5 separate regions of the Mus musculus genome follow, and regions 1, 2, 3 and 4 are each linked to region 5. A link is a contact called in public Hi-C and HiChIP or PLAC-seq data. All regions are on one chromosome and are shown on one strand. Each heading gives the region's core, a stretch centred on a gene start, on an enhancer-like site or on the middle of the called end of the contact. The rest is flanking DNA. Distances are from core to core; before and after follow the strand shown.

Region 1 (4,612 bases), core at 208-2,707, 140 kb after region 5:
CCTGCTTGCCTCAGACATATGGGGTAGGCACAGAATCAGAGCTTGGGGCTCAAGTCCCAGCTTTGCCAAGTGCCAGGGCCCTCAGCTTACTGTCACCAGGACTCTTCTCGTTTGTGGGGAGGCAGGGACAAAACCCCGGCCTAACAGGAGCATGGCAGCTGCCGACATCTGGCAAAGGCTGTGTACTCACGGACCTTTGTGTACTCACGGACCATTGTGGAGAAGAGGGGACATTACATTCAGCACGTGGCCTAGAAATCGCAGCATCAGGGCACAATGTCTTCTTGAACGCCCCCAGATAAGCCCTGAGTTCGGGGTGAGTGGCTGCCTTCCCACTCATCATTCCAGCAAGTGAATTCTGGCCTGTGGCTGGGGATGCTGGAGGCAGGTGTGAGGGCAGAGCCTCCCCAGGTCCTACGCATGATGTGACCATGAACCAAATAAGTGACACTGCCAAGGACATAGGAGTGGGGCCACCAAGCTTGAGCCTCAGCTATTTAGAGGAGGGACCAGCCTAAGCCACGACCCATCTGCAAAGAGATTTTCTTGCCTTGATTTGGGGAGAGCGTCCATTTTCTGCTTCTGACGCACTCTTGAGACTGCTCTGATAAACTCTAAGCTTATTTTATTTTTATAGGTCTTTGCTTTTGTATGTTTGAGACATGGTCTTGCTATGTACTCCTGGCTGGCCTGGAATTCTCTGTGATCTCAGCCGGTTTTGAATTTTCAGTGATTTTTCTGCTTCTGGCTTCAATTTTGAGTTAATAAATTTTTATTTATTATCAACATCATCATGATCATCATAACCCCCTTGTGTCCCCCCCGTGTGTGTGTGTGTGTCCATGAATACTATGACATACTATATATAAGTAGAAGTCAGAGGACAATTTCCCGGAGTCAGTTTCCTTCCATAGCTCCATCCAGGAATTAAACTCAGGTCAAATTTGTGTACAAATACAAAGGCTCTCTCTGGCTTCTTGTTTTCTGTTTTGTTGTTTGTTTTGACTTAAAAAAAAAACAACAACAACCAAACAAAACAGGACCTCAAACTTGTTACATATGACTTTGAACTCCTGATCTCCCTGCCTCCAGCTCAGATATGCTGGGATTACAGGCCTGCATCTGCGTTCCTGGCTTTGGGAGTTTCTTTATCATTCCCTGTCTGTTGAGACTTGGTTCTAACGGGGTCTGTGCTCTGCTTTTCCACCTGGCTCCTCTGATCTTCTTTCCTTCCTCAATTCCCGTTTATTTCCCTCCCCCTGCACCCCCCCCCCTCCCGAGGAAGGGAAGTGACCAGCCTAGGGCCTCAACTGAAGCCAAAGCAGTGAGGACATTGGTTCTGGGCAGGATCTTCCCCTAAAACTGGGCTTCTCTGGTTTTAAAGCTCCCCTCTGCTCAGAAGGGCGGGCCTCAAGCTGGTGTCAACGGCAGCCTTCCTGGAGGTGCTCTGCTGCCCCCTGCTGGAAGATCGCGGTAAAGCCTTCACAAGGAGTAAGGTTGCCCGGCAAGGTGCCATGCCTGCTGTCCGTAGCCCAAGCAAGCGAGGTTGAGGAAGGGAGAACAAAAAACACCCACCAAGGTAGACTCGAACTCCAAGGAGATGGCGCCCAGGGCGTTCTCCAGCTGCTCCTTTCTGGAAATGTCCATAATGACAACTTCGATGGGCTCGCTGATCTTGCGGATGTCCCACCACATGACCTGGCAGGGAAGGGCGATTGAGACTGTGAAGACCCTGCCTTTTTCTTTCCTTTCTTTCCTTCCTTCCTTCCTTCCTTCCTTCCTTCCTTCCTTCCTTCCTTCCTTCCTTCCTTCCTTCCTTCCTTCCTTTCTCTCTCTCTCTCTCTCTTTCTCTCTTTCTTTCTTTCTTTCTTTTCTTCCTTCCTTTTTTTTTTTTTTGTTGTTGTTTAAGAAAGAGGGGGCTGCCGGGCAGTGGTAGCGCACGCCTTTAATCCCAGCACTTGGGAGGCAGAGGCAGGCAAGATTTCTGAGTTCCAGGCCAGCCTGGTCTACACAGTGAGTTCCAGGACAGCCAGGACTACACAGAGAAACCCTGTCTCAAAAACAAACAAACAAACAAACAAACACAAGAAAGAGGGGGCTGGAGTGTACAGCTCAGTGGTAGAACCCTCCCTCCCCCCCCCCCCCCCATGCATGAAGCCCCGGGTTCCAGCTCCAGCACTGCACAATACAATACAATACAATACAATACAATACAATACAAAGTACTGGAAGGCAGAACATAAGGCAGTGGTCTCTGGACGGCCCCTCCCCTCCCCTCCCTCTCCTCCTCTCCAGGGTCTGCCGAATGGTACCTGCCCATCAGTGGATGCTGAGAAGCACTCAGTGCCTGTCTTTGACTGCAGCCAGATGGTGCCATACACTGGGTCTCGGTGGCTGAACTCGATGGTGGACAGCTCTGCCACCAGGCTGCCCTTCCGGGTATCCCAGCAGGCTGACGGGAGAAAACCAGACTGTGAACTCAAGGTCCCAGAAACACAAACCGATCAAACCTGTATTAAAGGTTTGTGACTGGGGAGAGTTGACACCCTGAGTTGGAGGCTAGCCTGGTCTACATAGTGAGTTCCAGGCCAGCCAGGGCTACATAGTGAGACCCTGTCTCAAAATACACAAAAATAGGAAACGAGAAGAGAGTCATCAGATAACACGTGTGAGACCTGAGACTGGTTTCCAAATGTTCTAACCTACCTGCCTGTTATTCTTACCACCAATATTTGGCCATGGGAGGTGGGTAGGCATTCATTTGATTTGTTTGGGATTCTTGAGACAAGGTCTCATGTAGCCCAGGCTAGCCTCCAACTTGCTATATAGCTAAGGATGGCCTTGAACTACTAACTCTCCAGCTTCCACCTCCAAGGTGCTGGGTTTATAGACTTGTGCTACATTTATGGCTCTACCTTACTACCTGAAAGGCCCTTGGTTAGTGGTTTTCTTTTGTGCTACTTTAAGAACTTTGTGAAACTGTTTGCAGGTTGGAACTTAGTGTCTGGGGTAAATTGTCCAAGCTTCTGGATCCTGGACATCCATATTGACTCTAGAATCAGCTCTCTCTCATTTCCCTTTGAGATGAGAGCTGTGTTTGGGGGTGGGTGCTCAAGTGTCTGTGAAGGAGGCACGGTTTCTCATCTGGAAAAGGAGTCGAGTTGGAGGGGACAACGCTTCCAAGTTTGGAAATCATCCGGATTTTTAGAATCAGGGCTACGTTCAAACCACCCTATATTTTCTACCATACGATCTACTGCAAAGACTCCTGGGCTGCAGGCTCCACGTGCTCCACCGTGCCCAGCAACACCCCACACCCTGGTGAAACGCATGGGCCCAGGCTCAGTATCGGGAGAGGCAGGAGTGAGGGCAGGAGGTGGAGAGGCTGCTCTGGTCGGGGAAGGTCTGAAGGGAAAGTGGCTGGGAACTAAGGTTGAAGGCAGAGCTAGCCAAGCAAAAGGGGTGAGCCAGGATCTAAGACAGGGGAATCACAGGCCCAGGTCCTCCCAGGCAAGGTCACGCACCGGCAGCTCTCCTTGCTGTATGAGCATGCTGCTGTAAGCAACTCTCGGAGGGGCAGCTGGAAAGGTAACTCAGTGGGTTAAACTTCTTGTCATCCAGCCAGACGACCTGGGTTTGATTCCTAAAACCTACCTGATAGCTCCCAACCATCTGTAAGTCCACTTCCCACGGACCCTGTACCTTTAACTAGACACACATAATGTGGTGCACATATACACGCAGGTACGCTCATGCACAAAATAAGATAAATAAGTCTAAAATTAGAATAGCAATGCTAATTTTTATTAGAATTGTATTATTTATATTATTATATAAATAATATATATTATTTATGTGCTAATTTTATTATTTTTATTTACTAATTTATTCTCTTTTTAGAGAGCCAGTGAGAAGTTCCATCGGGTAAGGGTGCCTCTCACAGCCTGACAACCTGAGTTTAACCCCTGAGATCCACATGGTAATAAAGAACCAACTCCTCCTTCAAGTTGTCCTCTGACCTCTATGTGCTCGCTGTGCTATGTGTGTGTGTGTGTGTATACATATATATATATATATATATATATATATATATATATATACACATATATATGTATATATATGTATGTATATATATGTATATATATATGTGTGTGTGTGTGTATATATATATATATATATATATATATATATATATATATATGTATATATATACATATATATATACCCTCCCATACAATACATTTTTAAAATGTGAATTAAAAATAAAAAAGAGGGCGGGAGAGATGGAGTATCAGTTCAGAACCCTCGCTACCCTTCAGAGGGCTAGAGTTCTGTTCCCAGCACCCACCCTGGGTGGCTCAGAGCTCCCTGTAACTCCAGCTGCCGAAGATACCCACACACAGACAAACCACATGTATGACATTTTAATGATAGAGTAAAGAGGGGGCTGGAAGGTGGCCCCGTGGTTAAGAGCGCTTGCCACTCTAGCAGAGTGTTAGAGTTTGGTTCTTAGCCTCCAGAGTGGACAGCTCGCAATGTCTACATCTATCCAGCTACAAGGGATCTGATGGCATTTTCTAGCTTCTTCACGCATATCCCTACACACACACAC
Region 2 (4,869 bases), core at 838-3,337, 190 kb before region 5:
CACCAGCACTCTAACTCCAGTTCTGGGGGGGGGGGCGGGGAGGGGGTGAGGCCGGCGGGATCTGATGCCTCTGGCATCTTCTGGCACCTGTGTGTATATGCATGCGCCCACCTTCCACACATACACACATATATACATAATTAAAAATAGAACATATCTTAAAAGGTTCTTGTCACAAAGAATTCCAGGTGAGAGAGTTCATAATCCCGCACTGTGTGTGACAAATATTCTAACATCACATTGCTTCCCTATAAACGTATCCTCTAAAAATAAGTCAGGGTCAGAAATACATCTTAGCAAGTAAAAAAAAAGTGCTTAGCAGGTAAAACTCCCAGACGTGGTCCTCTGACTTCCACATGTGCATTGTGGCATGATCCCGCCCCCTGAACACTCCCAAATTAAGTAAAATGTAATAGAAAATGTTAAAGTAAAAATGTGTTTAGTTCAGAGAAGTTGTCTGTGATCGATCACTTTCTGGGATTTTGAATATGCATATTGCCTATTGGGGAGGAATTTGCTCTTTAAGCGTCAGTTTTGACTGTTGATAATAATACAGATGACCCCTCCCTTACACACCCCTCCCCCCAGACCGCAGCAGCTGCCAGGGCACAGGCAAGAGATTCTCTGCAAGGGAGGCATCATGTTTTTGCAGCTCTCTCTTTGTTGAAGTCACACCTCACTTGGCCATGATCCTTTTCCAGCGGCCTCTCCCACCCAGCCTGCCACCTGCTTACAGGGATCTGATTTCAGCCATTTTCCAAAAAGAGACAGAAGGTGCTCCCAGGTCCTCCAGGCTGTCTGTCCCCAGCCCCGAGGTGTACAGTTGAATGAAGACTGGGAGAGGGTAACTCAATCCCTCTATCCAAAGGGTCCGTTTATTAAGTTCTCAGCTCAGTTTTCTTTAAGATGGAACTCGGGGTATAGCGAATCAGACTGGACTATGGTTGAACTAAATTGATATCTGGCTCATTTATCATTCATGAATAAATGACATTCATTCATTCATTCATTCATTCATTCATTCATTCTTCCATCCCAGTGCCACAGGAGCACAGAAGAACCCTAAGGAACCTAGTGGTGAGCTGCTTTAGCCATATGCTCATCCCAATTCGATGATCGCCTGGAGGAACAACCATCTCCCTTCCTTTTTTTATGCACGTGTGCACGCATGATTATTTTGAAACAGGGTCTCTCTGTGTAGCCCTGGCTGTCCTGGAACTTGTTCTGCAGAACAATCTGGGCTCAAACTTACAGAGATCCACCTGCCTCTGCCTCTTGACTCCTAGAATTAAAGGTGTGTACCACCATCACCTAGTTGCTTTTTTTGGTCTTTAATTTCTTATTGTAATAATAATAATAATAATAATGATAATAATAATTTGATGCAGGGTTTCTCTGTGTAGCCCTGGCTGTACTGGAACTCATTTTGTAGACCAGGTTGGCCTCAAACTCAGAGATCCACCTGCCTCTGCCTCCGGAGTGCTAAGATTAAAGGTGTTAAAGTTTTTTAAATTTTATTTATGTGTTTCTGGGGAGAGGTGTGTGCCTGGCACATGTGAGTGCAGATGCCCCTGGAGTCCAGAAGGGGGCGCTTGATCTCCTGGAGCTGGAGTAACGGGCACTCCAGAACTGCCTGACTTGGATGCTGGGAACCAAACTGTTTTCCAGAGTAGCACACACTCTTAGTACCTGGTCTCTTTTCTCTTTTGAAACAGGGTCTCACACTGTAGCCCAGGCTAGCCTCAACTTCATTGCAATCCTCCTGTCTCAGCTTCCCAGGTGATGGGATTACAGGCATGAACGACCATGCTCGGCTTCCTTGGTACTTTGACTTAAAATCACCTCCTAGACTCTCTTGTTTTGCCAATGTTGCTGCAGTTTACGGCTCCAAGGGCTGCTTGGTAGCGTTGAGCTGAACGAATACACCACAAATGCTCATTCATTCTCCCCTCCAAGGACGCATGGCGCCTCCTGGTTTTTGTTTGTTGCAAACAGCACCGCTGTGAACCTTCACACACAAGCTTCCTGTCGTCCACGTATGAGAAGTCCACTTTGTCTCTACATCTGAGAGTCCTTTATTCAAAGCCAGCTGCAAGTGCTGCCACAGTGTGGTAATGATGAAGAACTGCAGGCCCGAGAGATGGCTCAGCAGTTAAGAACATTTGCTACTCTTGCAGACGACCAAGGTTCCAGTGCCTGTGTTGTGCAGCTCACAGCTGCCTGTAACTCTGGCTCCCGGGACCCGAAGCTCTATTCTGGTTTCCACGGGCTCCTGGACACATGTGCGTATACCACTCCCTTACCACATACGTGTATACATACGCATATTTAAGAGCACAATAAATTGGTCCTGGAGAAATGGCTAACTAATTGTGAGTGCTCACAACTCACACACGGGACCTGGGTTCTGTCCTCAGCATTTACATCAGCATCAGGCAGGTTGCAACCCCTGTAACTCTAGTTCCAGGAGACCTGATGCCTTTTTCTGCCCTCTGTGAGCACCTGCAGTATGAACTGCACATAAACTCATGCAGACATAAATATATAAATAAAAATAGATGCTGAAAAAAATAAGATCGGGGGCTGGAGAGTTGGCTCAGCAGTTCAGAACACTGGCTGCTCTTCCAGAGGTCCTGAGTTCATTTCCCAGAAACCACATGGTGGCTCACAACCATCTGTAATGGAATCCAATGCCCTCTTCTGGTGAGTCTGAAGACAGTGACAGTGTACTCATATACATAAAATAAATAAATTAATCTTTAAAAATAGGGGCTGGAGAGATGGCTCAGCAGTTAAGAGCACTAACTGTTCTTCCAGAGGTCCTGAGTTCAATCCTCAGCAACCACATGGTGGCTCACAACCATCTGCAATGGTATCCGATGCCCTCTCCTGGTGTGTCTGAAGACAGTGACAGTATACTCACATACATGAAATAAATAAATATTAAAAATAAAATAAAAAGATAAATCTTTTTAAAAGTTAGTGAGGAGCGACAGCCCTTTCCTTGCAGGACCGTGAAGAATAAATGAGAAGATGCTGCAGAACATGCCAAGTGCTCGGCTCGGCCGTTCGTCTTTATCATTGAGCCCCAGATGCTATTACTGATGTGCTAGGCCCTCCACTGTGTGTGCTGCACTAGAATGCTATACTGGTGCTCTTAGTAAAACTTGTGACTTGCCGGAATTTGGGGACGGAGAATCACTCGTGACAACCACAGATCAAAGCCTTGCCGGGGCATATAGTTGCCACTTGGAGCCTCTCTGTCCAGTGTGGGGTAGGAATTGTATGGTGGCATTAGGATTCCCATGTGGATTAAATGAAATAAACCAGGGCTGATGAGATGGCTTAGTGCAGAAAGATATTTGCCAATTAGCCTGATGAGTTCCTGTCTTGAGGTCCTGCTGTCCTTGTGTCCTGGATGATGGCCTGTAAGCTGTACGATGAACTTAACCCTTTCCTTCCCAGGTTGCTTTTGGCCATGGTGCTTATCAAAGCAACAGAAAACCCTAACTGAGAGAGTGGTTAGACTTCCCCATAGACACCCCCCCCCCCATGGGTCTTTTTGGAAATGCAGACTCCCCAGGCTCTGTGACTTAGAATCTCTTGGGCTTTGACTTGGGGGTTTTCCTTGTCACGACCTCTGGGTGTGGGAATTTTCAGGCACGAGGATACGTTTAGGTGGCTGTTGCTGTCCCTTTTAGTTAATGTGCCCTGGAGAATCAGTTTGAAAGGCCCTTTCATGTCCCCACCTGTTCCCTGTTGTCACATCATGACTGGCCTCCTCTCAGAGAGTAGCATTGTCTCGAGAAGTCATAGAATCCTGCTTGACCATAGGCCTAGGTGACCTCACAGGAAGAACACCTAGTCACATGGTACAGCAGCCTGAGAAGAAGCACATTTGTTCCAGTTTGAGGACACACGGTACAACATGGAGAGGAAGTCATGGCCACAGGGACATGAGGCAGCTGGTGCCAGTGAGTCTGCAGATGAGCAGAGAGATGAGCGCTGGTGCCCTCAGCCAATGACACGGCATTGCCCTCAGTCAGGGAGGGGCTTTCTACCTTGATTAATCTCATCAATAAAACAGCTCACAGACACGCCCACTGGACAGTCAGTATTTACCTTTATGCATCTTTTTATAAAGGAACAGACCACTTAGATGTGGTCGTGTGAATGACACACCATCTCTACAAGTCTTGGGCATTACATCATTTCAAGTTGGGTCTCTGCTTCCTTGTGCTTTGAGATGGGAACTCTCAGCTGCTGCTCCAGGCAACAGACTTATCTTTTGCTGCCATATATCCTGCACCATGATAGACCATGATATCAGAACAACCCCTGTCTTCTGTAGGTTGCCTTGGTCAGGGTGTGACTAATATGCCAATCGGTCATATTGACAGTGTGTGTCTGCCTGGGTAACGAGTGGACATACAATATGTCTGTCCTACTTGGCTGTCACCGTGGACTAGACACAGCCTGGAGTCACCTGAGAGTGGAGTCTCAGTTGAGCAATGGCTTAGATGGCCCTGGCCTTTGCACACACCTGAGGGGGGACTTCCTAGAGTGTTGTTAAATGTTGCATAAGTTCCACTGTAGGCTGCACATTTCCCAGGCTGCATGAGGAACATGGCTAAGCACGTGAGTGAGCCAGGAAGCAGCGTCCTCCATGGTTCCTGCCTAGGGCTTCTGCTTGACGTCTTGCCCTGACCTTGCTCAGTGGCGCACCGTGACATGAAAATGTAAGCCAAAAGTTTCTTTTAATGGTGGCATTTGTCACAAGAGCAGAATGAAACTGGGACAGTGGCTTAATAAAAAGGATCAGAAGAGCATCCTGGGCTTAGGAAGTGAAGTGTGGGTGTTAACATCTCT
Region 3 (4,846 bases), core at 2,151-4,650, 160 kb after region 5:
ATGAACTATGGACTTCAGCCTGAGCTACACAGCTCCTGTTTGGTGCTGAAGAGATGGCTGGGAGGTGAACAGCACACACTGACTGCTCTTGCATAGAGGAGTTTGGTTCCCAGCACCCACGTGGCAGCTCTCAACTGTCTGTAACTCCAGTTCCAGCTGATCTGATGCCATCTTCTGGCCTCTGAGGGTACCAGACATACATGCAGGTAAAACATTCATACACATAAGAGAAACATTTTAAGAATATTAAGAACCTTTTTTTTTAAATGAAAAGATCCCATTTCAAAGACAGACAGACAGACACACATACAGAAAGGGAAGAGAGGGAAGACAGCCAGTTGAACCCAAGTACGAGCTAGACACAGTGGTGTCTATAATCTCAGCATTGAAGAAGCAGAGGCAGGAGGATCACTGCAAGTTCTAGGCCGGCCTCATCCACAGAATGAGTGTCAGACTAATCAGAGCTACACGGTGAAACCTGAACTCAAAAAAAAATTTTTTTTAAACAGTCAATCAATCAATCAATAATCAATCAGTCAATCAAACCACGAGTAATGAAGGCAATGATTCCTGATACAAAGAGTCATGTGATCAATAGGAATAAACTTGCAGTCAATCAAACCACGAGTAATGAAGGCAGTGATTCCTGATGCAAAGAGTCATGTGATCAATGGGAATAAACTTGCAGGGCAGGCTTATGGTCAGCTGATCTCGGACAAACCACCAAGGGGTGCAGCAGGGAGGGAGGGACTCTTCAGCAGGTGGCGCTGGGATCACTGGGTATCCCAAGGCTCCATGGCCATAAGGAGTCTGAGCCATGGCTCCACCCACTGAGTCCTAAGGCTGAAGGGCTGAGAGCTGAGTGTATCCATCAAGAAGCAGGTGGGGGGGGGGGGAACAGCTGGAACAGCGGTGATTGAGAAGGGGGGAGGTGAGGTTAACTCCCCAGGCATCCATACATTGTTCCTTCAAGGCAGCATGACCTGCTAGGCATGGCTATTGATGCCTGTAATCCCAGGCCTTGGGAGGTAGAGGCAAAAAGACTGAGATAAGTTAAGGCTAGCTCCATCTACATAGTTTGAGACTAGATTGAGCTACAGAAGACCCTGTCTCAAAAATAACAAAAAACAAAACAAAAAACCAAAAACAATAAAAGCATGCTTCCAGCCATCCCCCAAGCCAACCCAAATCATACGTGTTTAGAAAGTCTCCCTTATGGTTGGGAGAGATGGCTCAGAGAGCAGAGGGGTTGGCAAAGAAGCAGTCTGCATAAGGGTGCCCCACCCCCACCCCCCCGTGTCTTCATTCTGTATGGACAGAATTGAGGCCTTGGAAGAAAGAATGTAAAGTCGATTAAGTTCTCTCTGTCTTCCACCACAGACCTGGCAGTTGGATGCAGGCAATTAGGGGCTGTCTCTCTCCATCTCCAATTGCTGTGGTACAGCTGGCTCCCAAGGACACAGGGACACTTAAGAGAATGAGAAAATTCCGGAAAGAAAAACACCAGCCTCCTCAGTCCCGCTCCGATTCTAACAGCTCTGCTTTCTTACTTGGTGTTTCCCGAGGCCAAGCCCTCGTGGAGAACGGAGGCATTGTCTTGTGTCTGGAGGCAGACAGAGGGGACATTTAAAGGCTAGCCTGGTGACAAGAAGACAGCATACTCAAAGCCCCAGAGCAGGCTCTTTTCTCACAAGCTAACAGGGTGCAAAGATAAATGGCTAGGTCAGCCAAGAGTGTCAGAGTGCTCTTTCTCCTCTTTTGGAAGACAAATGCTCCAGGGTGAGGCTTCCCCAAAGAGGGTCTGAGCAGGGTGTCTTCAAGGGGACATCAGGAGTATTGTTGCTTGGGAGTTTCAGGGGAACATTGCCCCCGTGGGAACCTTCCAGAAGCATGCAGTATCATAATCTCTCTCTCTCTCTCTCTCTCTCTCTCTCTCTCTCTTTCTCTTCCTCTTCCTCCTCCCTCTTACACACACACACACACACACACACACACACACACACACACAGAGCTAAATATGGACTCTTAGAACCTTACACATATCAGCCAGTGCTCTACCATTGAGCTACACCCAGCCCCACTGAGTCTCAAATCCAGGGTCACAAAGAACCGCTATACCCTGGTCCAAACACCAAAACATGTGATCATTTCCTGCACCCTAGCCCAACAGAAACAACAAGACTTGCCTCAGGCGAGGATAATGAGCAAAGTCGTTCCTAGAGAGAACCCCTTGTGGTTGAGCGGAAAGCATGGTACACAGCTGGGAGGAAGGGCCAGGAAATAGCAGGCAACAGAGGTGTCAGTATGGGAAGGGGGCCAGGAGGAGGGTCACCCTTTGTCCCTTGTGTGCCTGGAATTGTAGAGCCGTGCTTGAGTGAGGAATACAGATGGAAGGGCTCCTGTGTCTTTCCAATGTCTTTGTGAACCTTCTGGACAAGGTTAGGAAAATGGTCTCCTGACCCTAAATGTAGATGAAAGGCCAACTCCCAGATGGAGGGGCAAAAGAAAAGGTGCATTTACATACAGTACCTGTGCTCAGTCCACAAGACTCTTGTGATCTCCCATTTTACGCCCTCCATTTTATTTTTCTTAATTTCACTTTATTTTTAATCGTGTGTGTGTGTGTGTGTGTGTGTGTGTGTGTGTGTGTGTGTGTGTGTGTGTAAGTGCACACAAGTGCAGGTGGGGTGGAAGCCAGAAGTGCCAAATCCCCTGGAGTTGGAGTTTCAGGGGTTGTGAGTCACCTGATGTGGGTGCTGGAAATCAAACTCCCGGTTCTTTGCAAGAGCGCACTCACTCTTAGCAGCTGAGACAGTCCTCCAGCCCCCTCTCTTAGTCTTTGAGACAGGCTCTCACTCTGAGTCCACTGGCCTAGAGCGCACTGAGTAGTCTAGGTTGCTCTCTGACTCTTGGTAATCCTCCTGCATCAGTTTACAGGAGTGCAGGGTTTACCGGCCTATCCCTATCCCCCTCCCTACGTTTAACTGAAAGCTCTCTTCTTAACAACCCATCCTTCCTGGGCTTGAAATTTTGTTCCATTCACCTGAAAGCCAGAAAGAGGTCCCGCCCACTCCGGGTCACAGCCCGGGTCAGGGCCTGGTGGAGAAGTGCAGAAGGCAAGGTGCTTGGAGGCTGAGGAGGTCCTGGAGCTTGAAGAATATTCAGGGCAGCGAGGATTAATGCAGCAGAATGAGCTGATTCCAGCACCTGACAGTTCTCCGAGATTTCTTGCACTGTTGGTGATTATTACCCTCGAGAGCTTTTCCCTCTTTTTGCCAGGTCTTCTTTCGGGCTTGGACGTCCTCTAGGACGCCCGCCCCTTATCCTGGCTCACCTCCTGCCACACAGCCCAGGAGAAGCGCCCAAGACCAGTCCCAGCTCCAGCGCAGCTTAAACGGCTGGGAGCTGCGGAGTTTACCAGTTGCCTAGCAACCCTGGCCGGGCCGAGACGCCGGCAGTTCGGAAGGCGATCTGGAGCACGTGACTCTGGTCCCGCTAGTCGGAAGCACCCCCTTCTCTCCTTCCTTCTCTGGAGGAGGTCTGCGGAAGAGGTGGAGGAAAGTTAACCAAAGCTTTGCCAAAATGCCTACCCAAGTCTACAGTCTATACCCAGCAAAGTCCCTCCCCCACTCCCGTATCCCCCGAAAACGCAATCAAAGTGACCAGAGCGTGGGAAGCCCCGCACCTGGGTCAGTTCGGATCATGTCTGATTTGTCACTGCTACAATGTCCGGGTCTCTTCTGTTAACGTATCCCTTGCACCACCACCCTTCTGAATTCATCTCTGGAATGGAAATTCCTTGAGGGTCAGGCTCAATGCATGCAAGCATGGCTTAGCTATGCGGCTGGCACGTTGTAAATATGGTTTCATTGCATGAATGAATGAGCTAGCTGATGGACACATGAATGACACAAAGAGAGATGTGTTTCTCATGAGCTTGAGGCAAGGAAGTGAGAAAATGTGGGAGGGATTGATGGACAGGCTGAGTACAAGGCACTTTGTTGGGTAAGCCTGACAAGCAGAGTTCACATCCTAGAACCCACATAAAAATGGGGGAAAAAATGGATTCCACAAAGTTGTCCTCTGATCTGTGTCATGTAGCACACCCACAATCATCATCATCATCAATAATTTAAAAAGAATTAAAGAAGGGAGGTAGAGTCCTATATCTAGGACTGGTGAGATGGCTCAGTAGAGAAAGGGGCTTGCTACCACTTCTATGACCTAGGGTTGAGCCCCAGACACACATGGTGAAGGAGAGAACTGAATTCTCTAAGTTGTCCTCTGACCTCCATACTTGTGCTATGTAAGACACACACAAACACACACATACACAATATGATTTTTAAAAAAAGATTTATTTATTTATTTAGTACCGTGTTCTGTCAGCATGCCAGAAGAGGGTACCAAGATTCCATTACAGATGGTTGTGAGCCACCATGTGGTTGCTGGGAATTGACCTCAGGACCTCTGGAAGCACAGTCAGTGTATTTAACCTCTGAGCCATCTCTCCAGCCCACAATATAATTTTTTAAAGAGAAAGAAAACTACAGAACCGTATATACTTTCCCAGAGGTGTTCCTTAAGAGCATTTGGGACCCGAGGTTGGTTCTTTATTTATCATGGGATTTTAGCAAGGCACTCTCTCTGCCATCCCCTGTGAGGTTTGAATGAGATCACCCTCATAGCTCATATATTTGTATGCTTAGTTCCCAGATGGACAAGCTTTTTGGAAAAGATTAGAACCTTGTTGGAGAAGGTATGTCACTGGGAGTGGGCTTGGAGGCTTTAAAAGCTCACACCAGGCCCAGTCTCTCTCTCTCTCTCTCTCTCTCTCTCTCTCTCT
Region 4 (4,723 bases), core at 1,494-3,993, 170 kb before region 5:
CTGGGACCCAGAGAGGCCAGAAGCCCTTGGAACTGAATTATGGGCTGCCCTGTGGGGCTGGGAACTGTGTCCTTGTCCTCTGGAAGAGCAACAACTGCTCTTAGTTGCTGAGGACTTTCTCGTCCCTGGCTTGACTTTCTGGTTGCAAAGACCTGAAGTCTCCCAGCTGTCTAGTTCCAAGGAGTCCACTGACCTCTTCAGGCACCAGGCTTGCATGTAGTGCACAGACAAGAATTCAGGTAGACACTTCCACACGTCAAAATAAAAAAGGAATAAACCCCCTAAAAAGAGAATTATCATTATTCATTTGTAAGAGTGAAGTTGTCTGTGTCCGTGCCCATGCCCATGTAGGCAACTGTAAATGAGTCTGGACAAATAAAATAGGGGCGGGGTGTGACCTGTTGAGAAGAAAAAATGGATTTAGTGGGAGTGGGAAGAGGTAGAGAGAGGATAATACAAGTGAAAATAAAATGCAGCACATACAGGAGAAATTGCCAAAGAATAATAAATAATAAGCAACACCGTCAACAAAAGATTGTCCTGATTATTCTGCTCCACAGATGAAGGAACTGGAGCGAAGAAAGATTTCCCAACATGTTCCAGGGCTCACTGTCAGCTTATGATGGAAATGGGTGAGGGCTGGCTCAATGGTTAAAGGAGCTTGCTGCCAAGCTTGACAACCCGAGTTTGATCCTCCAGCCCTATATGGTAGAAGGAGAGACCTGATCCCTACAAGTTGTCCTCCAATGTCCCCACAAGCACCTTGGCTTGTGTGTACACAACACAGTGGATACACAGATAATGTTGCAAATAGATAGTAACGGGTTTGAGTTCCATGACCCTGGAATCTACACCTTGGATGGTGACCTTGACTCTGAAGGAAAACAACACCAGTTGATTACTGGGTAGAGCTTGACCACAGGAAGTTAATCGCTGAGTCTGGAGGGATGTTGGGACACTGGGTTGCAAGAGGGGTCTTGCAGCAGACCCTCTGGGTCCCTGTGTCTGCGTGGAATGGGTCTCTCGGGCAGGTGGGCAAAGCGTCGGATGAATAGACAAACAGATGCACACAGGAGAGATTGTGTTGGATCTGAATGTATTGTCAGGTCGAGCATCAGACTTTTTTATATTACAGAGAATACCAGGGGTTGCAAGTCACATCAGGCAAGGTACATTGAAATTTACCAGATACAAGGGAATGACTGCGAAAGGAATTGCAGGAACCAAATAAATGTTTACAATAGAGATTAGCAGCCCTGCCTAGGTGACAGGCAAGAATTTCACACTTTAGTGTTAATAGCACCAGGGGTTTTTTACTCTTGGCAGGCCTCAAGAATAATGTAGTGTCACGGACCCCTAAATTCCTAGGCCTTGCTAATTCTTATCTTGTCTGGAGAATCTCCATTTGTCAGGAGAGTAAATCAACTTGCTATAGGTATGGAATGTAGCCTGTACTAAAGATTTCTATCTCAGTGAGATTCCCAGGCTCTTTCTGTGACCAGTTGAGCCACTGGCTCTGTCTTATTGTAATGCTTAATTAGTTACTGAATAGGTTAAACTTCCTTGCTGCTTTCTGGGATGTTGGAACACTGGGTTTAGCTATGTCAGAATTCAATCTTAAAAGGCACTTATAATAGGGTAATACTAACAGAGAGCACGTGGATCCATACACTAGACTAACGCGGGAATGGAATATTAATGTATTCTTGCGTGCACCCAACTGGCCACGAAGAACAACGCTGCCACAGGATCCTTCTGCACACGTTTATTCAGTCCCGTTTCTTCTTGTTTATATCTCCCTTTGTTTATATCTCCCTTGTTTATATCTCCCTTGTTTATATCTCCCTTGTTTATATCTCCCTTGTTTATATCTCCCTTGTTTATATCTCCCTTGAACTCTGGGTCTCTCACTCTTTTATACTCTCAGTTCCCATCCACGCACAGCAGGCCACGCCACCTCACCAGGCACGCAGCTTCAGCTAATCAGGGCAGCAGGGGCATATCTCCATCAAAATGGATTCACCAGTATCCTGGTACACCTGCGCAGCTCTCAAGATGTTTGTGGCTTATATGAGGAAGTCAGGTGCAAGTCATACGACTTAGCTGCAGTCCCTGGCGCCTTTGGGACTGCCGCCACACCCGCTCCTCACAATGTATGGGTTAGAGAGGTTAGAGAGAACGCCAGACTCCAGGAGGAGAGCTTCCTTGAAACTCTTTTTTCCTCATGAGCAGCTTTTAGGCATCCCTGCCTGACAGGCTGACTCCACCGGAGTGCCGTGGCAGAGTCCTGAGATCAACTGGGCAGAAACAATGGTTGAGAAAGACAAAGAGGACCCCCTCATCTCTGCTCTTTGAATGGGGGGCACTTATGATCCCAAAGTCAGTAGCCATAGCAGAGGGAAGCAGTGGGGATCAGGCAGGTGTACTAGACAGGAAAGGGAGCTGGAGAAACAAGGGCTGAAGCTATTGCACACAGCAACTGGCTTTCCTGAAGCGTCAGGCTGTGACAAACGTGCTTTTATTGAGTGCAGGCCCGTGCAATGGATCTGCTCCGTTCATTCTCTGAAGCGATTCTCACTCATCTTCCTTTTTTTTTTGTTAAAGTAGGAAGTAGCTCAGAGTGCAAAGGAAGCAGATAAGAAAAAACACATGGAGAGAACTTGAACAAGAAGGTGGTTGCCTGGGCTCTGTTACACACATCTGGATTCCAGCAGCGACCTGGAGTTTTCTGGAGACAGCACCCAGTGAGGCAGGAGGATGAGGCTATGTGCAGGTCTGCTCCTTCTCTGCTTCCAAGGTGAGTAGGGAGGTGGATCTGTAAACCTAATTTTGCAGGGGGGAGGGGGGTAGAGTCGGAGTCCTGGGTTCAAGCCAGAATCCAGATGTCAGAAGTGGGGGTGGGGCCTAGGGGCAGGGGGAACATACATGCATTCACCCATCTCTTTATCTATCAGTGTAGTCCAGCATCCATCTATGGGTCCTACAAACCATTACTAAGCACCAACTGCAACCCTGGACTGTTCTAAATGTTGTAACTATAAAGTAACTTCCCCCAGTCAAGGGGAATCCTATTTGAATGAGGGAGTCAAATGATTATGCTACAGGATAAGTCTTGTTACAATACAGACCGATCCTGTAGATATCAACTACAGCAGGGGCTCCTCGCTCTGCCCTCAGAGGGATGGAGGCTTCATCGAGTCTTCACAGAAGTCAGTCTTGAAGGATGGACCAGCCAGTGGAGCAGAAAAGCAATGATTTATGCTAAAGTGTAGATAGAGATCTTAAAGACCGTGGAGCGTGCAGAAGTCAGCAGTGACCTTGTTTTTGCTGAAGTTTAAAGAGGTTAGAAGTGTTTGTAAGGAATAAAGAGTAGCCAGTTGTGACAGTGGGTGCCTGTAACCACAGCATGCAGGAGGCTGAGGCAGGAGGTTGTAGGCTTGCCTCAGCTACATAGTGAGATCTTGCCAAAAAAAAAATCTGTAAAAGATACTTCGGCCAAGTATGGTCGTGCATGACTTTAATCCCAGTACTTGGGAGATAGATGCAGGTGGATCTCTGTGAGTTCGAGGCCAGCCTGGTCTATATAATGAGACCCCTGTCTCAAAAAAAAAAAAAAAAAAGGGAGAACACATTTTCTTTCCAGGAACTGTTTAGGATGAAAATTCGAGGGTATTTCTTTGCAGGTGACTTTTTATGTTTTTGTTGTTGTTGTTGTTGCTGTTGCTGTTGCTGTTGCTGTTGCTGTTGCTGTTGCTGCTGGACCCTCATAGAACATAAAAGCTACCCCATGTCTACCTGCATTTTTTTCTTCAGTGGTGGTTAGGGCTTAAAGGAAGAGGCCAGCTGAGTGACTCTGTCCACACGTAGTTTTCTTTTTCCTTTTTATGATGTAAGCGTGTGGTATGTGTGGTGGTGGGTGGTGATGTGAGGTCAGAGGCCAGTTTTGTAGAGTCAGCTCTCTTCTTCCACCTTTAGGGTGAGTCTAGGGACCTAACTATGACAACCGGGTTTGCGCAGCAAGCGCCCACTGAGCCATCTTGATGGCCCCCAAACAGCTTTCTTCTGAGTGAAGTGAGAGGAGCCTGGAGCATCTCCCAGCAGCCCCCTCAGCGCCTTCATGATCTAGGTCATCATAGGAAGCTGAAGGGCTCTCAGCAAAATAGCTAAATAGTTCCAAGCCAGCTTTGGCTACATGAGAGCCTGGCTCAAAACAACAAACAAACAAAAACAAGATAAAATCTAGATCTTTAGGCATTCATTGTATTATACTTAGAGGCTTGAGTTGCCTTGACTAAAGGTGATGATGAGGATGATGACGACGACGATGACCATGATGATGATGTAGTGATGGTGAAGACGATGGTGGTAGTAGCGATGGTAATGATGTTAGCGGTAAAGATGGTGAAGATGATGATGTGATGATTACAATGATGATGATAGAATCTTCAGGCAGTCTGGAGAGTAGGGTTAAAATGCTGTAATGACTGACATAGGTTCCAGACACAATGATGGTTGGACCTGCCTTGTCCCAGTTCACGGGAGTTGTCTATGGGCTTTTCCTCTTCTCTACAGTAAATGAGAGCTTCAGATCAGATATGATGAGAATATTGACACCCCAGTAATCAGCAAACACCATGAAGCAGGACCACTCCCAGCATACAACTACTTCTTCAAATCAGCTTGCTTACATCTGACTAAATTGCCCAAGTGCTGTAGTTCAGTG
Region 5 (4,717 bases), core at 1,049-3,548:
CTGACTAACTTGGAAGTTTAGAAAGGAGTAATGATTGCTCAGTATCTGCCTCAAGGCAATTTTAATAAACCTTGGTCTCCCTGTATGGTTATTGGGGAACTAGGAGAGGTTAAGGAATCACGGATGCTGTACTAATTTTATGGATCAATATTAATATAATAATAATTCTACAGTTCTGAACCACTATGTGGGTTCTGAAAACCAAACCCAGGACCTCTGGAAGAGCAGTAAGTGCACTTAACACTGAGCTATCTCTCCATGATTTGTTTTTAATTATGTGTATGTGTGCGTATGTGCACGGGAGCACGGTACCTACAGAGACTAGGAGGAGCACCGAGTCCCACTCATCTTTGCACCCCCGGCTCTGGGGATATGCATGCATAACAAATCCAATTTTCATGTGAATGCTTGAAATCCAAACTCAGGTGCCCACTTTCTCCACTAAGTCATCCCCTGCACCCGACGTGCTTAATAAGTAAACAGCAGTTTCCAGCCCTCCTGTACCTTTCCTGGCTTGCAAGGATGCTCCTCCACCGCCAGTAGATGGTTGGCTTTCTAACTTTCCACCACTTCCCTTAGCAGGGCACTTTAAATCCCCTTAAATCCCAAAGGGGGAAAAATGAAGAAGAAGAAGACAACCCAAATAAATAAAGGGAAAAATAGCCAAGATAATTTTTTTCAAACCTCTGTGAATAAGTGTGTAAACCCAGATGAAACCAGTGTCTTTCTTTCTCTCTTCCTTTCTTTCTCTCTTTCTTGCTTTCTCTCTCTCTCTCTCTCTCTCTCTTTATTTATTTATTTATTTTGAGGCAAGATTTTTTTTCTATGTAACCCTGCCTGGCCTGAAACTTACTATGTAGAATAGGCTGGTCTTAAACTTACAGAGATCTGCCCGCCTTTGCCTCCAGAGTACTGGGATTAGAAATTTTTTCCTTTAGGGGTGTGGCTATTGGCAGGTTGCCTCTGCCCCAGTGGATGACCCCATACCCACGTGCATAGAGCCAGTGCTAATCATTCAATGGTTTTTTTAAAAAATATATAAATAATACTAAGTTGGAGGGAGATGTGTTGAACAGACTTGGGGAATCAGACTTGGGGAGGTCAGATATGGTCAGACTACATTGTTCACATACATGAAATTTTCGAAGAGTAAAGAACCAAAAAAGAAGTCTGTGGGGTGTGGTGGTGCACACCTTTAATCCCAGCATTTTGGAGGCCGAGAAAGGCAGTCTCTGTGAGTTCATAGCCACCCTAGTCCACAGAGTGAGATCCAAGGCTAATCAGTGAGACTTATCCCAAAAAGAAAATGAAAAAAAAAAAACCTTACAAAAAAGAAAGAAAGAAAGAAAGGAAGGGAGGAAGAAAGAAAGAAAGAAAGAAAGAAAGAGAGAGAGAGAAAGAAAGAACAAACAAGGCTACACAGAGAAACCCTGCCTTGAAAACCCAAAAAGGGGGGGGGGGACCCAAGAAGAAAAGAAAGAAAGAGGGAAAGATGGAAGGAAGGAAGAGAAGGAAAGAAAGATAGACAGATTAAATTTTTTCACACACATCCACACCAGCACGTGCCTGTCAGGGCCTCTCAACACAACCACTGTCCACTCATACTGGTACCACCTGCCCTGACCTCCTGTTTTCTATTCTAAACCATCCAAAAATCCTCTGGGCACCCGTCCTGGACAGCCACCAGCCCCCACCGTGTGTTGACTTGTCTCTTGTTCTGACAGCTGTGTGCAGAGGGAGATCCCGGTCCCTTCCCCCCAAGCACGGCCCTTTCTTTGGTCATCCACCTTACATGAAGGACTCAGCTGCCACATTTGGTGTTGTGCACAGAGAGATCCCCATTCCAGTGCCTCACACTGCATCTCCCCGAAGCCCCCCGCCCTCCCGGGCAGACACTACCTCACCTGGAAGCCAAAAAAGCAGCAGCAGCAGCAACAGTGTGGGCAGCCACACAGCTGAGGCCAGTTGGGTCATTTCTCCCACACACGGGTCACCGGCAGGCAGGCCACGGCTGGACGCTCCACGGTTCAGTCCCGCTGGGGGACGGCCAGTCTCTGAGACGCCCACTTCTGCTTTTCTTTGTGTCTAGCTGTTTTGCTTCCGACTTTCCTCAGTTCTGTTCCTGGAGCTACGGGAGAAACTAAAAGAATCGGAAGGAGCCGAGGCGAGCTGATGAACCCCCCGTGAGGCTCTGATCTCATGACTGCCAGGCTGCCATGACAGCCTGATGACCCCTGCTTGCGTCTGGCTCAGGGTGCAGGGCCAGGTTTCATTCTGACTGGCACCCAGTCACTCCTCCTTTCCTTGTGGGAAGAATGGCAGCCTTGTGGAGAGGAAGACCTGCTAGCCCTGCCTGGGTGGTGCCCACTATGAAGCCTTCCTGGGAGCTCTAGGCCTGGACCCCCAAAAATTCCTGAAGGGTTTCTGGTGTTGGAAAATGTGTCTTCCATTTGACCAGGGGCTCTCCAGGCTGCGACCTTCTTTCTTGTGTAGCCCCATTGAACTTGAGCAAGGACCCAGACAACTTGCAGATCTCCCTCTTTCTCTGGTCCACGGAGACACCAAACATGTACACAGGGGTCCTGTGAACCCTTCCAGCTCGTACAGAATGGCACGAAAGCCCAGGAAACTCTGACCTTATTGTAAAACAGGTCACCCAATAGCTAGCTATTATACTATATTAATCATATAATAATAGTAGTTATTAAAGCCGCAGGCAGCCCTATGCCAATGATGAGGTCCCGAGAGCGCCCTCCCTTCCAGATCCTCCTCAGCATCTCACGCTTTCCTCCTCTTGCTACAAATGTGCCCTCGAAGATACCTGCTAGTTACACTGCTAGACGGGTGGAAGACAACGCTTCAGGATCCTGAAGAAATTTCTCTGATGGCCAGGTACGGGGACATACCCCTATTATACAACTATTCTGGAGACTGAGTCAGGAGCATTGCTGGAACCCACAAGTCTGGAGAGACTGTTTCAACAACAAGAAAACACACCACTCTTTGATAGTAATAGCATCATATGTCAACTAAAGATCAGTATGGAACTTTGTGTTCTAGATACTTGGCTTGGTCAGTGTTTCTTTGCTGTGAAGAGACACCATGACCACAGCAAGTGTTATCTATAAAAAGCATTTAAGTGGGGCTGACTTACAGTGTCACAGGTCTAGTCCATTGTCATCACCACAGGAAGCATGGTGGCCTGGAGGCAGACATGGTGCCGGAGAACGAGCTATGAGTTCTACATCCAGATCAGCAGGCAGCAGGAAGAGAGACACTGACTGGGACTCAAAGCCCACTCCCCCAGAGAAAATTTCCTTCAAGAAGGCCACACCTCCTGATCCTTTCAAAGAATGCCACGCCCTGGTGACCAAGTATTCATAACGATGATCCTATGGGAGTCATTCTCATTCAAGCCACCACAGTACTTCTAAAATTAAAAACAAACTAACAGGGCTGGAGAGATGGCTCAGAGGTTAGGAGCACTGACTGCTCTTCCAGACGTCCTGAGTTCAAATCCCAGCAACCACATGGTGGCTCACAACCATGTGTAATGGGATCCGATGCCCTCTTCTAGTGTGTCTGAAGACAGTGACTGTGTACTCAAATAAATAAAATCAATAAATCTTTAAAAACAAACAAACAAACATTAAACTGTACATGGTGGTACATGCCTTTAATTCCAGCACTTGGGAGGCAGAGGCAGGAGGATTTCTGTGAAGCCAGCCTGCTCTACTTAGTGGATTTCCAGATAACCAGAGCTACATAATGTGACCCTATATCAAAAAAAAAAAAAAAAAGGAAAGGAAAGGAGAAGGAGAAGGAGAAGGAGAAGGAGAAGGAGAAGGAGAAGGAGAAGGAGAAGGAGAAGGAGAAGGAGAAGGAGAAGGAGAAGGAGAAGGAGAAGGAGAAGAAGAAGAAGAAGAAGAAGAAGAAGAAGAAGAAGAAGAAGAAGAAGAAGAAGAAGAAGAAGAAGAAGAAATAAACATTTGTATGTATGTGTATGTGTGTGCCTGCGGATGGTTATTTTGTTGTTCTGTTCAGATTTGTTCTGTTTAGCTTACACTTCCAGGTCACAATCCATCACTGAGGGAAGTCAGGGTAGGAACTGAAGCAGAAACCATGGGAAAACCCTGCATACTGACTGGTTCCCAGGCTTACAATCAGCTAGCTAGCTCATAGAGCTCGAGGCCACCTGTCCAGGGATGGTACCATTGACAAACGGATGGCCTCCCACATCAATCAAAACCAAGATAATTCCTCACAGACATGGCTGTCTGCCAACTGTATCTGGGCAATCCCCAGTTGTGACCCCCTCAGATGAACACTCTGGGGATGGGTCAAGCTGATATCTTGACGCTAACTTGGACACTTTGACTATTGATCTTGTACATGAACACTTAGGAAAAGAGTCATATTTTATGGCTTACATAGCCTGCTCACTGTAAGATTCACAGAAATGTGGTTTGTTTGTTTGTTTTTTATCCCCTAGATGTCCTGTGATGTAAATGGTACTGCTGTGGGCTTGAACACCCAGACTAGACAGAGAACAAGGAGGCAAGTCTCTCATGTGGCTGGGTTGCTTGCTTCTGAGTGACACTGAGCAAAACCCTTAGCTTGTAAGTTGTGATGGTACAGACTCATAGTCCCAGCTCTAGGAGACGGAGGCAGGAGGATCAGGTGATGATCAGTAGTCATCCTTGACTACTAGAGAGTC

What was found. Hi-C and Micro-C count contacts between places; a contact is called where the count stands out from the background. HiChIP or PLAC-seq counts read pairs in DNA pulled down with a chosen protein or histone mark.
Region 1: a Hi-C map of B cells shows a contact between it and region 5, with 2.0 times the contacts expected there. The contact joins the enhancer-like site here to the promoter of Cd300a in region 5. A contact is called at or near these places in 8 of 39 promoter capture datasets (the 3T3-L1 cell line, 3T3-L1-derived adipocytes, the C10 cell line and 4 more), 6 of 15 datasets of contacts at CTCF or cohesin (CD8 T cells, the NIH/3T3 cell line, embryonic stem cells and 3 more), 64 of 484 Hi-C or Micro-C datasets (the 3T3-L1 cell line, the AML12 cell line, B cells and 39 more), 21 of 115 datasets of contacts at active chromatin or transcription factors (the HPC-7 cell line, astrocytes, bone marrow-derived dendritic cells and 10 more) and 4 of 9 other capture datasets (adipose tissue, embryonic stem cells, liver and 1 more).
Region 2: a Hi-C map of bone marrow-derived macrophages shows a contact between it and region 5, with 34 read pairs. The contact joins the enhancer-like site here to the promoter of Cd300a in region 5. A contact is called at or near these places in 3 of 39 promoter capture datasets (the C10 cell line, the HPC-7 cell line and hippocampal neurons), 1 of 484 Hi-C or Micro-C datasets (bone marrow-derived macrophages) and 4 of 115 datasets of contacts at active chromatin or transcription factors (bone marrow-derived macrophages, embryonic stem cells and microglia).
Region 3: an H3K4me3 HiChIP or PLAC-seq map of bone marrow-derived macrophages shows a contact between it and region 5, with 5 times the contacts expected there. The contact joins the promoter of Dnaic2 here to the promoter of Cd300a in region 5. A contact is called at or near these places in 8 of 39 promoter capture datasets (3T3-L1-derived adipocytes, the C10 cell line, cranial neural crest and 4 more), 1 of 15 datasets of contacts at CTCF or cohesin (large pre-B cells), 9 of 484 Hi-C or Micro-C datasets (bone marrow-derived dendritic cells, bone marrow-derived macrophages, centroblasts and 2 more), 12 of 115 datasets of contacts at active chromatin or transcription factors (bone marrow-derived macrophages, embryonic stem cells, extraembryonic endoderm stem cells and 4 more) and 4 of 9 other capture datasets (adipose tissue, embryonic stem cells, liver and 1 more).
Region 4: a contact with region 5 is called in a Hi-C map of bone marrow-derived macrophages, with 49 read pairs. The contact joins the promoter of Cd300e here to the promoter of Cd300a in region 5. A contact is called at or near these places in 1 of 39 promoter capture datasets (hippocampal neurons), 2 of 484 Hi-C or Micro-C datasets (bone marrow-derived macrophages and nephron progenitors), 6 of 115 datasets of contacts at active chromatin or transcription factors (the HPC-7 cell line, bone marrow-derived macrophages, embryonic stem cells and 1 more) and 5 of 9 other capture datasets (adipose tissue, embryonic stem cells, liver and 2 more).

The regions. Positions count from the first base shown.
Region 1 is chr11:114,742,141-114,746,752 of GRCm38.p6, reverse strand. Dnaic2 (dynein, axonemal, intermediate chain 2) reads right to left here. Exons shown (of 13, transcript NM_001034878.3): 7 at 2,313-2,452; 8 at 1,576-1,698. Among named protein-coding and RNA genes, the nearest start is that of Dnaic2, 17 kb to the right of the region's middle. Within about 2 kb of position 1,457, at least 18 of the 459 cell types and tissues checked have an H3K27ac peak or open chromatin away from gene starts, as enhancers often do. A contact at or near this core is called in B cells, bone marrow-derived macrophages, cerebellum and 3 more, where this site is marked.
Region 2 is chr11:115,078,294-115,083,162 of GRCm38.p6, reverse strand. No RefSeq gene overlaps it. Among named protein-coding and RNA genes, the nearest start is that of Cd300e, 19 kb to the right of the region's middle. Within about 2 kb of position 2,087, at least 29 of the 459 cell types and tissues checked have an H3K27ac peak or open chromatin away from gene starts, as enhancers often do. A contact at or near this core is called in bone marrow-derived macrophages, where this site is marked.
Region 3 is chr11:114,725,973-114,730,818 of GRCm38.p6, reverse strand. Dnaic2 (dynein, axonemal, intermediate chain 2) reads right to left here and starts at 3,400. Exons shown (of 13, transcript NM_001034878.3): 1 at 3,044-3,400.
Region 4 is chr11:115,060,059-115,064,781 of GRCm38.p6, reverse strand. It overlaps Cd300e (CD300E molecule), which reads left to right and starts at 2,743. Exons shown (of 4, transcript NM_172050.3): 1 at 2,743-2,797. The coding sequence starts at 2,758.
Region 5 is chr11:114,887,622-114,892,338 of GRCm38.p6, reverse strand. It overlaps Cd300a (CD300A molecule), which reads right to left and starts at 2,298. Exons shown (of 7, transcript NM_170758.4): 1 at 1,905-2,298. The coding sequence starts at 1,974.